2 separate regions of the Mus musculus genome follow, and region 2 is linked to region 1. The links are chromatin contacts, called in public Hi-C maps. All regions are on one chromosome and are shown on one strand. The core of a region is the stretch at or near the end of the contact, and the rest is flanking DNA. Distances in the headings are between cores, read along the strand shown. Region 1 has its middle 13 kb from the start of Gm13218. Region 2 has its middle 95 kb from the start of Gm13218.

Evidence for each region. Hi-C and Micro-C count contacts between places; a contact is called where the count stands out from the background.
Region 2: a Hi-C map of Th2 cells shows a contact between it and region 1, with 2.2 times the contacts expected there. The contact joins two enhancer-like sites. A contact is called at or near these places in 1 of 15 datasets of contacts at CTCF or cohesin (CD8 T cells), 4 of 484 Hi-C or Micro-C datasets (CD4 T cells, Th2 cells and epidermal suprabasal cells) and 5 of 115 datasets of contacts at active chromatin or transcription factors (CD8 T cells, Th17 cells, memory CD8 T cells and 2 more).

The regions. Positions count from the first base shown.
Region 1 is chr2:9,576,660-9,583,658 of GRCm38.p6, reverse strand. No RefSeq gene overlaps it. Among named protein-coding and RNA genes, the nearest start is that of Gm13218, 13 kb to the left of the region's middle. Within about 2 kb of position 5,623, at least 15 of the 459 cell types and tissues checked have an H3K27ac peak or open chromatin away from gene starts, as enhancers often do. A contact at or near this core is called in CD8 T cells, Th17 cells, Th2 cells and 1 more, where this site is marked.
Region 2 is chr2:9,684,980-9,691,338 of GRCm38.p6, reverse strand. No RefSeq gene overlaps it. Among named protein-coding and RNA genes, the nearest start is that of Gm13218, 95 kb to the right of the region's middle. Within about 2 kb of position 1,613, at least 27 of the 459 cell types and tissues checked have an H3K27ac peak or open chromatin away from gene starts, as enhancers often do. A contact at or near this core is called in CD8 T cells, Th17 cells, Th2 cells and 1 more, where this site is marked.

The DNA.
Region 1 (6,999 bases), core at 4,374-6,873:
GCTTTCTTCCTTGTGAAGGGAGTGTATAAGCAGGCAGGGTGCCCGAGGCAGGGGGAAGAAGATACTAAAATCCCGGAAAATGGGACAGAACGCAGTAGGTTAGAGACAGATTCCACTTTGACCTAGAGGCCTGGCTTTCTATGAGGGTATTTCCTGCTTCTGCCAGACAGACAGGAGACAAGGAAGCTGTCCATGGCAGGACTGGTTGATTAGCAATCATCAAACACCTACATTCCAAACTCCAGGTCATAATTAAAATTATCTTACATTTTTAAATGGAATTTCCTCTGCCCAGGTACCCTGTAACTAAAACTTCAGTCTGCTTAGCTTTTCAAGGTCTGTATGAGGCAAGTGATGTCTTATTTTTACAATTCAAGTTAATTATCTGGAGACAGTGGCTCCCATTCCAGTCTGGATTTCTCTGTTCCCTGGAACTTGGAATTCTCTATTCTGCTCAGAACACCACCTGCTCCCTTACTGAGAGACTTTGATGGACAGATGTAGCTGTGAGTGGCATTGTGAAATCCTCCACCTTGATGGAGAACAGCCATTGTTTGGTTTATAAACACAAACACAAGACTGGTTTCCTCCATTAGGCAGGGTGAACGGTAAAAATGACTGGGTTCCCAGTTCAAAATGAAATTCTGCTTAAAAACCTAAAACAGATGGATGAACAAACAGTAAGGGAGAGTCACTTCACCATACAGGGATCCATATCTGTTTGAAATCCATCTTTCAGCTCTGCACTAAGTGGATCGGTTAGTTGATTCTTTGACTTGATACATTGCAACTCTGTGTCTATGAGTGGCCATTATTTGAGTTTTATTTAGTTATTGCATTGATTTCATCTAATTGTATTCCACTCCTTTGTAGTATATTCTGGTTCTTGATGGTGACTTTCTGTTTTATGAAAAAAAATGTTGAATGTCATAATGAACCGACGGTATTGATAGATTTGTGCAGTGTGGTTATGTGCTCAGTGTTTGTAGAGTAAGCTAAATGTAGTGTGAGTATAGAAAACGTGCTTTCCTTTGATGAGAACATTTGAAATTTCTATCTAGTTATGCCTTTGTCTGGTCTAGCTGTTATTCTAACAATAGCATAGGGATGGCATACAATTCATGTGCTACTACTGTTTCACAGTAGCCCTTTGAAGGCCAGACATTTTAGAGGCATGGGCACAGATATGATAAAGGCTTAGCAGGGTCTTAAATTATACAAATGGTTAGAACCCAACCAGGTGAGTGGCCCAGATTTCTGACTCTCCTTTTGTTTGTTAGCTGGGGCTCAGTGGTAGAGCCTAGCATGCATGAGACCCTAAATTCAACTCCCAGCACTGCCAGAAACAATGGGAAAAGCAAAAACAAAACAAAACCAACCAACCAAATAAACATGTATTACTCATGTTTTCAGGTTCTCTCAAGTTAATCTCCTTAGAAGTTAACATATGAGCTCTAAGGACAGAGGGACAGTTCATTAATATCATAAACCTAGGAATTACTGTTTCAAAGGACTGAGGAACAAGTGTCTCAGTAGTTTCTCTAGGGAGAGTTTTTAGGCTCTCATAACTCTTCCATGTCCTAGTCTTCTACTGTCTTAGTTTCTTCCTTTTGAAGTTTTGTGGTTATTCCCTTAACTGTCCCCGTGGCCCCAGTTTTTACATTGTTCTCCATTTCCGTTTCCATAGACACACATATTTAAATTGGTTCTTTGAGGTAGGCTTGATAGCTTAGGCTGGCTTTGAACTCATGATCCTCACGCTTTCAGCTTCCCAAGGCTGGGATGACAACCATATGCACAACACCCAGCTCTTTATAATTGTTCCTAGGCTTAGTCAGTGACACGGTATGTTACTGGAATGGAAGAACACTGGAGTCCCACTTAATCCTTAATTATCTCTTCACACTAAAGACACATTCAGTTTTGGCAATGTCATTAAGGACATTAACTCTCAAGGTCACGTGCTGTCTGTACTGCCTTTGTTATTGTTTCTGGGATATTTTTTAACATTTCTACATTTTTATAAGTTAAGGAAGTAACTCCATTTGCATTACTATGAAATTCAGTCTTTTTTGGCTATAGTTTTTGTTGTTGTTGTTGTTGTTGAGATCCAAGATGTACCTGGTACCACACATTCCTGAGAAAGTCAGTCATCCTTCCCAGACTAAGTACATATGTCATTAGACTCCAGCCAATAATCTCTTTCTCACATTTTTTTGAGTTATGCTTTTGAATAACTTCATTTTCTTTCAAAAATGGGAGATACTTAATCCGGGGCTAATTTTTAAAACATCAGTAGAAAGTCATTGAGTCCCGTGTCTATGCATCCTGCGTGCCACGTTAGAGACACAGGCTAAAGACATTGTAGAGCAGTTCCCAAGCTGTGGCTCGCAGCTTTCTCAGAGGCTGCATATCAGGTCTTCACATTAGGATTCATAGCAGGAGCACAGTTACAGTTAGGATGTAGCAACACAGTTTTTATGGTTGGGGGTCACCACACGAGGAGCTGTGTTAAAGGGCTGCAGCATTAGGAAGGCTGAGAAGCGCTGTTCTAGAAGTTTCTGGCTTATGTGGCAACCATGTGCTTTAGCTTCTTTGTCCGTTTTCATTCTTGCTTTTGTTTGTTTGTTTTGCTTTATGAGGCCTTTGATTTATGAGCAGCTTTGGCCAGCCTTGAAGATAACCTTGAACCTGATCTTCCTCCTCCTCCTACCTCCTAGATGTGTAAGACCTATCAGAAAGCCATGATAATAAACCCCACAGAAAGCAAGGACTTTAACATGAACAAAAAATGTTAGCTAGATTTTTGGGGGAAATCAGAAGAAATTTTTTAAAAATCATCTTCTCATTTCTCTTCATAAGAATGTATACTTCTGACATATTTACTAAGTTTAACTATAAATTGATTTTTTTCGAACTAGTTTTGCAGAGATGTATTGAGTTGATATGCTTATTCTTTGCCACAAAAGTCACTTTTACGGGGCCTTGCTGGAGTCAACCTGATTGTTCTTATTTAAAAGACAACATACCCTTGGGATCATTTTGAGCTTCAGTTACATTGATTCCATTGCTTCCTGAATTTCTAGACAGATTTTCAAATTTCTTCCACCCTGTCGACTGGCACCACAATAGATTTTATTGTCAAGCGTGCTGGGGTGTCAGGCTACTAATGCCAAAGCTGGAGCCTTTGGGGATTGGTTTCTGAGGATATGGGTGTGATAGAAGCCAGTCTCCCCGCTTACCATTCTCCCCGAGTCTTTAAAGCAAGCACTGTGCGAACCCAACCAAGCAGATCATTAGCCAAGTGTCACTCTCAGCGAGAAGGAGGTGAAGGTCATTGCATTTAGTAACTTGAAGTGCCTTCGTTGAATTGTATTGGCATTTCCCAAAGAAAATAAATAAATAAGTGGGCAATAAGTTCAGTGACCTTTTGAAGGTGCGGTGGCAGCCATTTAGTGTCGGGTGACGGAGAAGGGTGTAAAGAGAAAATAGAACTGGATACATACAAAAAAAGTCTGGTCTGTCAGAGAGACGACAGAAGATCGGTTACATTTAAAGGCAAGTAAGCTATTAGATATGTAGTTAGCATTTAGTCATCTATTATTCTGCTGGGACAAACCAGTAGGTTGTGTTCTTGAAATATGTCTTCTGTGTTTAGCTGGCAATATAGATCTAGAATGGTTTCATCTAAGATGGAATATCTGAGCACATCCAGGGGGGGCGCAGAGATGGGAATATGTGTGTGCAGAGCCGTGAAGGGAAGTAGCAATGAAAGTCCAAGACGTGTAAAAGGACAGGGACACAGACTTCTTGGAACTTGTGCAGCCTAGAGTCAGTGTTTAGGGCGTGGCTAGAAGGAAGGATCCATGTGTGGTGGAGGCAGAAGCTCTAGCCTGTGGTTGACTTGGACTTGACAAAGTGGGCGTTAGGTAGATACAGTGGGGTTTTCAGCATCACCAAAACCACTAAGGTTTTGGGCACACAAACTTAGCAAATTGCAAAGTCCAAACTTCCAAAAGCTGCTAGGAAGTTGGCAGTGCCCCTTCTAGTCTTGGACACTAGAGATGATGGTCAGGACTGGGCCGAGGAGACTTGAGTGTCATTGATGGATGCTAATTAAGCCACGCAGGAGTAACCTTCTGGTCTTCACTTCTGTCCTTATCTCCCAAAGCAGATCTGAGGCTGAGGTCAGGGCCAGTCCTATCCAGACTGAGAACATGACAACTCTCTTCTTCCCAAGGTCCTCTTGACTTAATACTTCTTTTCATGTTGGTTTTGAATTCTGATCCTAGTTTGAATGTGTTTATAATCCATGACATCTAAGAGGTCATCTTCTGGGTCAGCCTCTATCGTAGTGATGCTGAGAATCTTTGTTTCCTTTTGGATTAAAGATCAGCCCACATACCTCTGTTTTCTTCTTGGTAGATAGTTCTGAGCTCTGATTAAAAAGAATCAACTACGTTTTCAGCAATATCTTTTAAAACAAGGACTGCAAGGTTGCTTACACACTTTTCATAGAAATATTAATTACATTAATTTAAAGTTTATTCTATATTTATGTGCTGGAGTAGAGGTCTATGGGTAGAGTGCTTTCTCTGCAAGCATGAGTTTGGATCTCCAGCACCCATACACAAGGTGGGCACAGCAGCCTTCACGGTAACAGCACTGAGGGCACAAAGATAGCAGATCCTGGGAGCTCACTGACCTGCCAACCTTGAAGAAATGGCAAGGTCCTATTTCAGTGAGAAACCCTATTGTAAAAAAAAAAAAAAAAAAAAAAATTAGGTGCAGAGTGAGAAAGACACATATGAGCTGTCTTTGGTCTCCAAAGGCACCCATAGTTGAATGTGTACACACACACACACACACACACACACACACACACGTGTGAGAGTGCATACATACATGCACATACACAGATGCACACAGACACACACAAACACACATATACACATACACAAACACACACACATATACACACACAGATACACACAGGCACACACACTTGAACACACATATAGGAACACACACACACACACACACAGATGCACACAGGCACACAAATACATATAACATGGGCACATGCATATATATACACAGACATGACACATGCACACACTACAAACTACACACAGAAAAATACTAAAAAAAATCAACATATATTATTATAAAGTTATTATTTTGACCGTTAGCATACAACCAATTGGCAACATATTATGGGAGTGGGATGATTAAGTTGCACTCAATTCCATGCCACATAAGAAGGAGTTTTGGGCCCACCCCCTCACCCTGCCATGTACTCACTCACTCACTTCCCACTGAGAGAACTGACAAGTCACTGAGAAATGACAAGTCACTTTACCCTGTACTTGCTTTAGTCAAAATGAAAAGCACTTCGAAGAAAGGGTCCTGGGTACAGAGGCTGAGGGCGAGTCCTCAGGCTTTCTGCTGCCTCCCTGGAAACCCACAAGCTTGGCCTTTACCTTAGATGATTCTACCTTGACAGAGATGATTAAAAGCCCGCCTTACATAGAATCACTTTCTTCAACATTTGCGCAGTGGTGATCTTGTGCTTTGGGGTTTTCCTCAGTGTTTCCATTAAGTTACACATCTGTGCCTCCTCCCTTTGACCTCTCTGCACTGGAAAGAAATAAAACACCCCACATTAGCATAACTCCCCAACCTGACAGGTAGCATTTAGCCACTGATTTATAGTCTCTAGCCTACATTAGTTTCCATCTTCCATCCCTTCCCCACCTCATGCAGACCCTGTGTGCTTTGTCAATGCTCACTTGTGTGTGTGTGTGCCCGTGTGTGTGCGTGTGTGTGTGTGTGTGTAATGGATGTGAACCTAACCATTAACTTCACATCTCTGGTTTAATGCAGATACTTTTGTTAAATGACAATATAATTACCAGTCATCGGCAAACCTCAAAAAGGTTGGGAGGTTTGGTTCAGTTAAACACCCAAGAACTCAGATCCTTATCTGACATTTACCCCTCGATTTTGGCAGGCCCAGGCTGGCGAACTCTCAAGGTAGATCCACTGTGTGAGATCTCTGTCAGCAATTCTGTTGTTCACTCCCCAATATCAGTTCTTCTAACCTTCAGGCTTGGTCAATGGAGCCCAAAACACAACCACTAAAATGTAAAGAAAATGTTGTCCCCATCCAGTTGAGGTGAAGAAAGTTTCCAGGAAGACATAGAAAGCAACATCCTAAAAATCATGGTAGAGGAAAACCTGCTACCATTTTTGTTTTGTTTTGTTTTGTTTTGTTTTGTTTTGTTTTGTTTTGTTTTGGTTTTTTGCTTAGCTCAAAATGTTCAAAGCTGCAAAGTTTTTGAGAAGTTTGGACATCAGGTTGGGGTGGTGGAGAGAAATTGCTGAGGGTGAGAGATAACTCGGAGGTGTGTGTGTGTGTTTCCTAGGAAAAGTGTTAATGTTTAAACACCTTTTGGTATGCTGAGGCAAGCCAGTGGGTAATGTACTTTTAAAAAAGAGGTTAAGATATTGTCAGCCCTGGTGTTTTGTGTTAGGTTTAGAAGGTATGTGTTGCATCAGTGGTGGTTTTTCCAGTTTTTCCTTCTTCTGAATGACTGTTTTGTTGTTTTGTTTTGTGTCTTTTTGTGTGTTTCCTGAAATGAGAATGGCCTTAACTCTTAGGGCACATCTACCCATGACTTAGAGAAGTGATATTGTCTCCTGTGTAGTTTTGGATGGTCAGTGCCAGAAATAGGCACAGCTCCAGAGTCTGTATTTGGTATGGAACTCTTAGTATCTGTGTGGCACTGTGTGATCCCTTACGGAGAAATCCAGCCTTGAAATAAAAACGCTGCATTTTTGAGATGTTAGAGCATATTGTAGTGGGAGGAAAACTCTCTCAATCTCTCTCTCTCTCTCTCTCATCCTCCTGGTTTGCCCCAGTACTCGTCTTTTTAGTTGGGTGCTGGGTATGGAACTTGGTCCTCATGCTAATGAGCCAAAGATCATACCAACCGA
Region 2 (6,359 bases), core at 364-2,863, 110 kb before region 1:
AGTCCTGGTGATGCACATGACTGAAATTGCAGCATTCCAAAGGTGGATCAAGTGGATACAGAGTTCAAAGCCATCCTCAGTCTCAGCCAGTTCACAGCCAATGCGGGCTACAAGAGACCCTGCCTCAAATAAACAGAAAGGACTTCAACACAGAGAATTTGCCATTCGCACATTCTTTTAACAAACCCCAACTGTTACTCCACAGCTAGAGTGTGTCCTCCCTCAAAAGACTGTGCCTCAGTTCAGCCTAGGCAAGGGGCACAAATACTGTATACATCTCAGAGGGTAGTGTGTGACAGAAGCATGACAACTGATGATGAGTCCCTGGTGTAGGTTGGTTGGTCAACACTTAGTTGCTATGGTGGTGATTATGAACATCATCCTTAGGAAGTATTCAGGAAGGATAAAGAACATCAGTGCGGGTAGGGAAGACCCTCCAGAGCCAGGGGCAATGTGAAGGATGAGAAGGAGATGCAAGGAATCTCCACCCACCCTGAAATGTTTTCTTTTCCTAGACTCATAGGCTGTCAGGATGGGATATGATATGAGGGTGAAAACCTCTTTATTGATCTGAGATCAGCTTGCCCTGCAGTGCTGATTACTCTCAACCCTCGTTGGCTATCCTTTACGAACCCTCACAAGCACAGATGGAATGGGAGGTCATGGAGAAGATTTCACTAAGAGCAAAGCAAAATAAAAGCACCAACTTTCACAGGACTCAAACATAAATAGCCCTACATATGACTAATGAGGTCAATGTACTTACGTAATTTTTAAAGTCATTTTCCAAACAAAAACTAAAGTATGGGCCAGAGAGATGGCTCAGAGAGTAACAAGCACATGGTGGACAAGCCTGGAGTCATGGGATGGGTCCTCAGAATCCTGGTGTCCATGGAAAAAGAGAACAGAGCCCACAAAGTTGTCCTTTACACACACACATCTTGGAGTGCAAATGTTCCCCACACTAGTGATACATAAAATTTAAAATGAAAGGTAGAAAAGATACAAAACCCATATAACATGTGTTACCCAGCGATACATGAACTACAGGGTGAATAATGTAACTACACTAGGCTGGAGGAGAACGTTGCTCAGCAGCGATTCCTGGAGCTTTCCCTACGCCACATCGAAACCGTCATTCCATCCTAATGGCAATTATTTCTGTGCTTTTCTATGTAGTTTTATCACCAAAATGTGCTTCTCTAATCTAATTGCCCAAGTTGAAGTTTCATTGTGTGTGTGTGTGTGTGTGTGTGTGTGTGTGTATATATATGATGTAGTCTTTTGATTTGTGAGGAGTTTAAAAGCTTACTGAGAGAACTTTCACAACACTTATGGGAACAGAGTAACCAACCCTGATACAAGAACTCTGGCATAGGGCTGGTGTGGTTCATGAGGTGAGACTAGGATCTTTGTCCCATGGCTTTGGCCTCTTCGCCCATTTTCCTCCATCTGGCATCAGTGAGCCACTAAAAGACCAGGAGAGATTTGGACAAATGTCTGTTAGTTGCTGTAGAGATAGGTGTGAGAAGGAGCCCTAGGGAGGCCAAGACCTTTGCCACCTCAAAAAAACACCTGCGGATCTTTCTGACAAAGTGACGTGACACTTTGGGGTTTTCAGTCTGCCTCAACACTGGAACTACAAACCACAGGACCTTTAGGCTGAGGGTGGGGACACCCAGAAAAGGGCAGCCCTCACCTTTCCTGTTGAAGTAAAGAGTCGAGAAGAAAAATGTTTGAAAATACGAGAGAACAAGAGAAGGCTCAGTCACCTGTGGGAAAGACAAAGCAAACAAAACCAGGAAGGATGCTCTCTGGTAGGACTGGACATCTGTGAGGAGTCTGAGGGACTGCTAAAGAGGCTAGCATTTGTGAAAGAGCACTGGAGATACAGTTCACCCTTTTGGCTGAGCCTGCTAAGTTCCAATGAAAAACTAAAAAAAAAAAAAAAAAGAATAAAAAGAAGTTTTTGGCTGCAGCAGACCTACAAGACGTAGCATGAGAGGGGGAAAAGAAAACTCGACTCCAAACACCAAGCTTGTATTCTCTCTGTGTGGGCAGAAGGTTTTATTACCATTATTTTGTATTATTTATTTCATACATCATTAAAATCCTTTGGCCCTTTCCCGAAGTCAGCGCACTTAAAACAAAATAATGTGGAAGGAAAACACTAAAGAAAAATACAATTTTGATTCTGTGTAACAAGGTGCCGTAAAAGCGTGGGCCAGGCCCTTCTCCATGGATCTATCTAGCTGGCTTTAGAGAAATGATTCATACTGCTGAAAAAGTTTGTGTCTTCCCTAGCTTGGAGAAAAGTTTGAGCATCTAAATCAAGAGGTGCTTGGAATACGGAGCGTACACCGTTTCTGTGGCCTTGGGCAAGGAGTTTAACCTTTGGGTGCCTCAGTTTCCCGCTCTGTAAAATAGGGATAATGAGACTTAATGACCTCATCATGCTGAGGTAAGGATTAATTAGTTGATGTTTGTAAATGGCTTTGAAGCCAGAAAATGCTACAACAGAGCTAGGCATTAGTATTAATAATACATTTCAACTGAGTTAATACTTGTATCGGCTGTCTTGGATTTCCCTGGCAGTTTCATCTGGGGACTTACTTTTCAGCCTCGCTCATTAAAATGAAATAAAAAGGAACGTTGCTGGCAGACAGTAGCTCTGGTCTTCGGCACAAAGATGAACTCATTCCTGCCCCGAGTGAAAGGATATCTTTTCTAGGGTGCATTCAATAGGAATCTCAAATGTCAAAACGGGACTGGAGGCACAGTGTGATTTCTTAGCAGCTCAGACATGTAAAAGATGCTGGTCACACATACAAGAAAGAAGCTTGCAGATCTGGGAGGAAACCACTTTCCAGAATTGATTCGATTCCTATGGTTTGGAGCCAACCACAGAGTGTCTTATCTGCCCTCTGCCTTAAGTTGTTTTTCACCGTCGGTCCCTTTTTCTGGCCTCCACCCCTTCCTGTGCTAGGTCACTTTGGGCTGTGTGCTATATGTGAGTGTTAAGTCTCCTGTGAGATCCATGATCATCTCCTTCCCTCTAAGTCATGTTAGAAAAACCTTCTTATTTTGTCCAACTGAACTCTGACCCCTCACCATGACGTGAATATTCCAGTGGGCGGGTAGCGCAACAGAGCCCCTGGCACCTAGTAGAAGTTCAAGGTGTATCTATCTAGTTAGAGCTGGATCTTGGAGACTTCCTGAGTGTCTGATGTTGAGAACCTAGAAAAAGTATGTCAACTGCACAGGATGCGAATGCCCAAGTTCACTTCCAAAGCCCAGGCTTCCGATTAGCCTTTGGTTGGCTAAATAATTGTATCAGTCTTATTTCTGCTACCATATCAAGATACTAGAGGCTTGGTAGTTTCTAAAAAAAAAAAAAAAAGAGGTTTATTTATCTGAGAGTTCTGTGCTTTCAAGGGTGTGGTCCAACATCCAGCCAGCTCTGGGGAAGCTTTCTTGATGAAGGAGATATTGCAAGAGAGACAGGATCGAGCAAAGACCAAGCTTCTTTTATAAACAAGCTGCTTGCTAGAACTAATTCAGGATCCCATGAGAACCCCACTAATGCCTTCTTAGGGTGATATCCTCAGTGAGTCAATGACTTCCCAAAGGTCCCACCACCTCTTAACACAAAAAGGCAAGTGTTGAGTGACATAGTTAAAGCATTTCTAACATACCGAAATGATTTCCCACAAGGGATGCTGTGTTTCTAGCATTATCTAATTGTCCCCCTATTCCGTGGCTGTCAGTGAAGACCTCCTCTTGGCTCCATCAGAACTGTGCAGAGAACTGGTTAGAAGCACAGACACTCAGGCTCAGGTTTGAGAAACATAAGTTCAAGTTCAGGTGCCTCTTGATCAGTGAGTGCCTCTTGTAGTCTGTAGCTATACAGTTGGGCAACAACAAAACTGATGTCTGAGTGGTCTTGCAGTTGGTAAAGGCCTGAGAGGGAGAGTAGACTCTTTCCTTTACACTCTATCCCCATTTCCGTTTCCCAATCATGGGGTACCTGGCTAGCCCTTCCCATACCTTTCCCTCTGACTTCTCAAGCCAGTTGGAAGCTCCACTGAGGTAAGAAACCACATCTCTGTGTTTCTGGTTCTGTTCACTAAAGCTCTCATGATCCTGCGTGCTCAGGGCCCCTCATAGGTGGGTCACCACATGGCTTACGTAGCCCGTGTGTGACTCAGGACCAGTATGTAGTGATGGGAGGGGAAGGAATTTGAGAGCCCTTCTGTTGGATGATGAAGGTAAAGTTCTGGTTACCAAGAACTTTGTGAGAATATAACTTGTAGTCATCTAGCAGATACACTTGAATTTATATTTATTTGAATTTTTTAATGATGGATGTGCATGTGTGTCTATGTGTTGGTATATGAACATGTGAGCAGATGTGCCCTCAAAGGTCAAAAGAGGGAGTCAGGTCTCTCGAAGCTGGACTGATAGTAGATTTTTTTTTGCCACTTGGTATTGGTGCTGGGAACTAAACTCAGATCCCGTACAAGAGAGTCCAGGCTCTTAATCGCTGAGCAATCTCTCTAATCCCATAGGCATTATCTTTTAAAAGGGCCATGCTTGGGGTTGTGGAGATGGCTCAGCTGGTAAAGAACGTACCATGCACATATGAGAATCCTAGTTCAACCAGCAGCATCCATATAAGAAGCTGGAGATGCTGGTGTTCCCTTGTAATCCCCATGCTGGGAAGCAGAGATGGGAGGATGCCTTACCAGCCCATCCAGCTGAACTGGTGAGTTCCACGTAAAAATCAGAGATCCTGTCTCACAAAACCATGTTGCTCGGCTCCTGCAGAACCACACTAGAGGCTAATCTCTAGTCTCCATAAGCAACCATGTGAGCTGCCTCACAGGCATACAGGGGCAGGTTTTACAGGGAACACTGAACAGTGGTCACTGGGGAACTGTCTTCATGTGCTGAATCTCCTTGGCAACTCTGAAGCTGAGCTCTTCTTGGTCTTGTTAGACACACTACCTGAATTAGCACGAGCAGACAATCACTGAATGTTCACTCTATGCTATGATTGTTCTGAATCTTCATCTTTGGCTCCTCGGGCCCTCTGCCGAAGTCCTGGGTCCTTGACTTTTGGAAAGGCTTATGATTTAATTGTGAGAACTCTGGGTTTCCTTCAGCAGATTCTAGAGCTGATTTAAGTAATTTGGCTTGGGGTAATTGAGGCCCAGGGGCTTGATACTGCCCTTTGAGAAGGATAACTAGCAGGCACGGTGATGGGGCTGGCTCCTGTTGCCCTGTATCTCACTGTCTGCCAGATTCCCTGGTGCCAAGCAATCTTAAACTGATATCCCAGGGATAACAGTAATTAGGATCTTCAAAGTACTTGGCAAACATTCATTAGCCGCTCCCATGGAAGAGAAGAGAGAAAGGAGGAACAAATAACACACAATCACTCCCATTTTGCAGATACTGAACATCAAGGCACAAAAAATGATGTCTTGCCTAAATCCATACTTTAAGAAAAGCCAGTGTTTGTGTGTGTGGTGTATACACACAAATTCGTGGGAAAGGGGTATAGGAGTGAGTTGCTGACCTTTGCATCTCTCTCCCCTGTATTTATAAGACATTTAAAATCATTCCTTTATAACTTCACATATACTTATATAACATTAATCATGTCTCCTCTTCATCCGACGTTTTGAGACAGGGTCTCTCAGCATAAGCTCAGAGATTGGCTGGACTGGCTGGTTTGTGAGCTTCATGGATGCTCTGTCTCTGCCTGTCCAGTGTGGGACTCATGGGTGTGTGTTCTCATGGCTGGCTTTCCATGTGGATGCCAAGGATCGAGACTCAGGTCCTCACGCCCACGTGGTGATCACTCTACCAACTGACTTATCTCTCTAGTTTCTAAAATTACCCTTCAGGTCAGAATACTCTCTGAGATGTTTGTGTGCGCTCTGTAGGATGTTCGGCCACCTTGATCTCTCAGACACCGGCAGTTCTTTAACCTCAGTCGTGACTTGTAGTGACACCCCAGAAATAGTCAAGGGTTTCCCAGCGAGTGAATGGGGGGGCGCATAAGATATATTAAGCTTTGAATTGTTCTTAATACTAAATATGCCTTCTTAATACTCTTTATGACAAGCTGTGTATGTATGGTCCCTATACTTTCCTGAGTATTGACATGTCCTAAGCAAATAAGAATATCATGGGGGGGGGGTGAATCTGACTTCCTCATTGAGATGCTCAAACACCTGCAACACAAATAGTGGACAGTTTCAAATAGGAAAGTCTACAGAGCCTCTTGGGGGCTACTCTTAGATTTGCTGATGAGGGCTGTATACTACCTCCCTCTCCACAGAAGGCAGCTC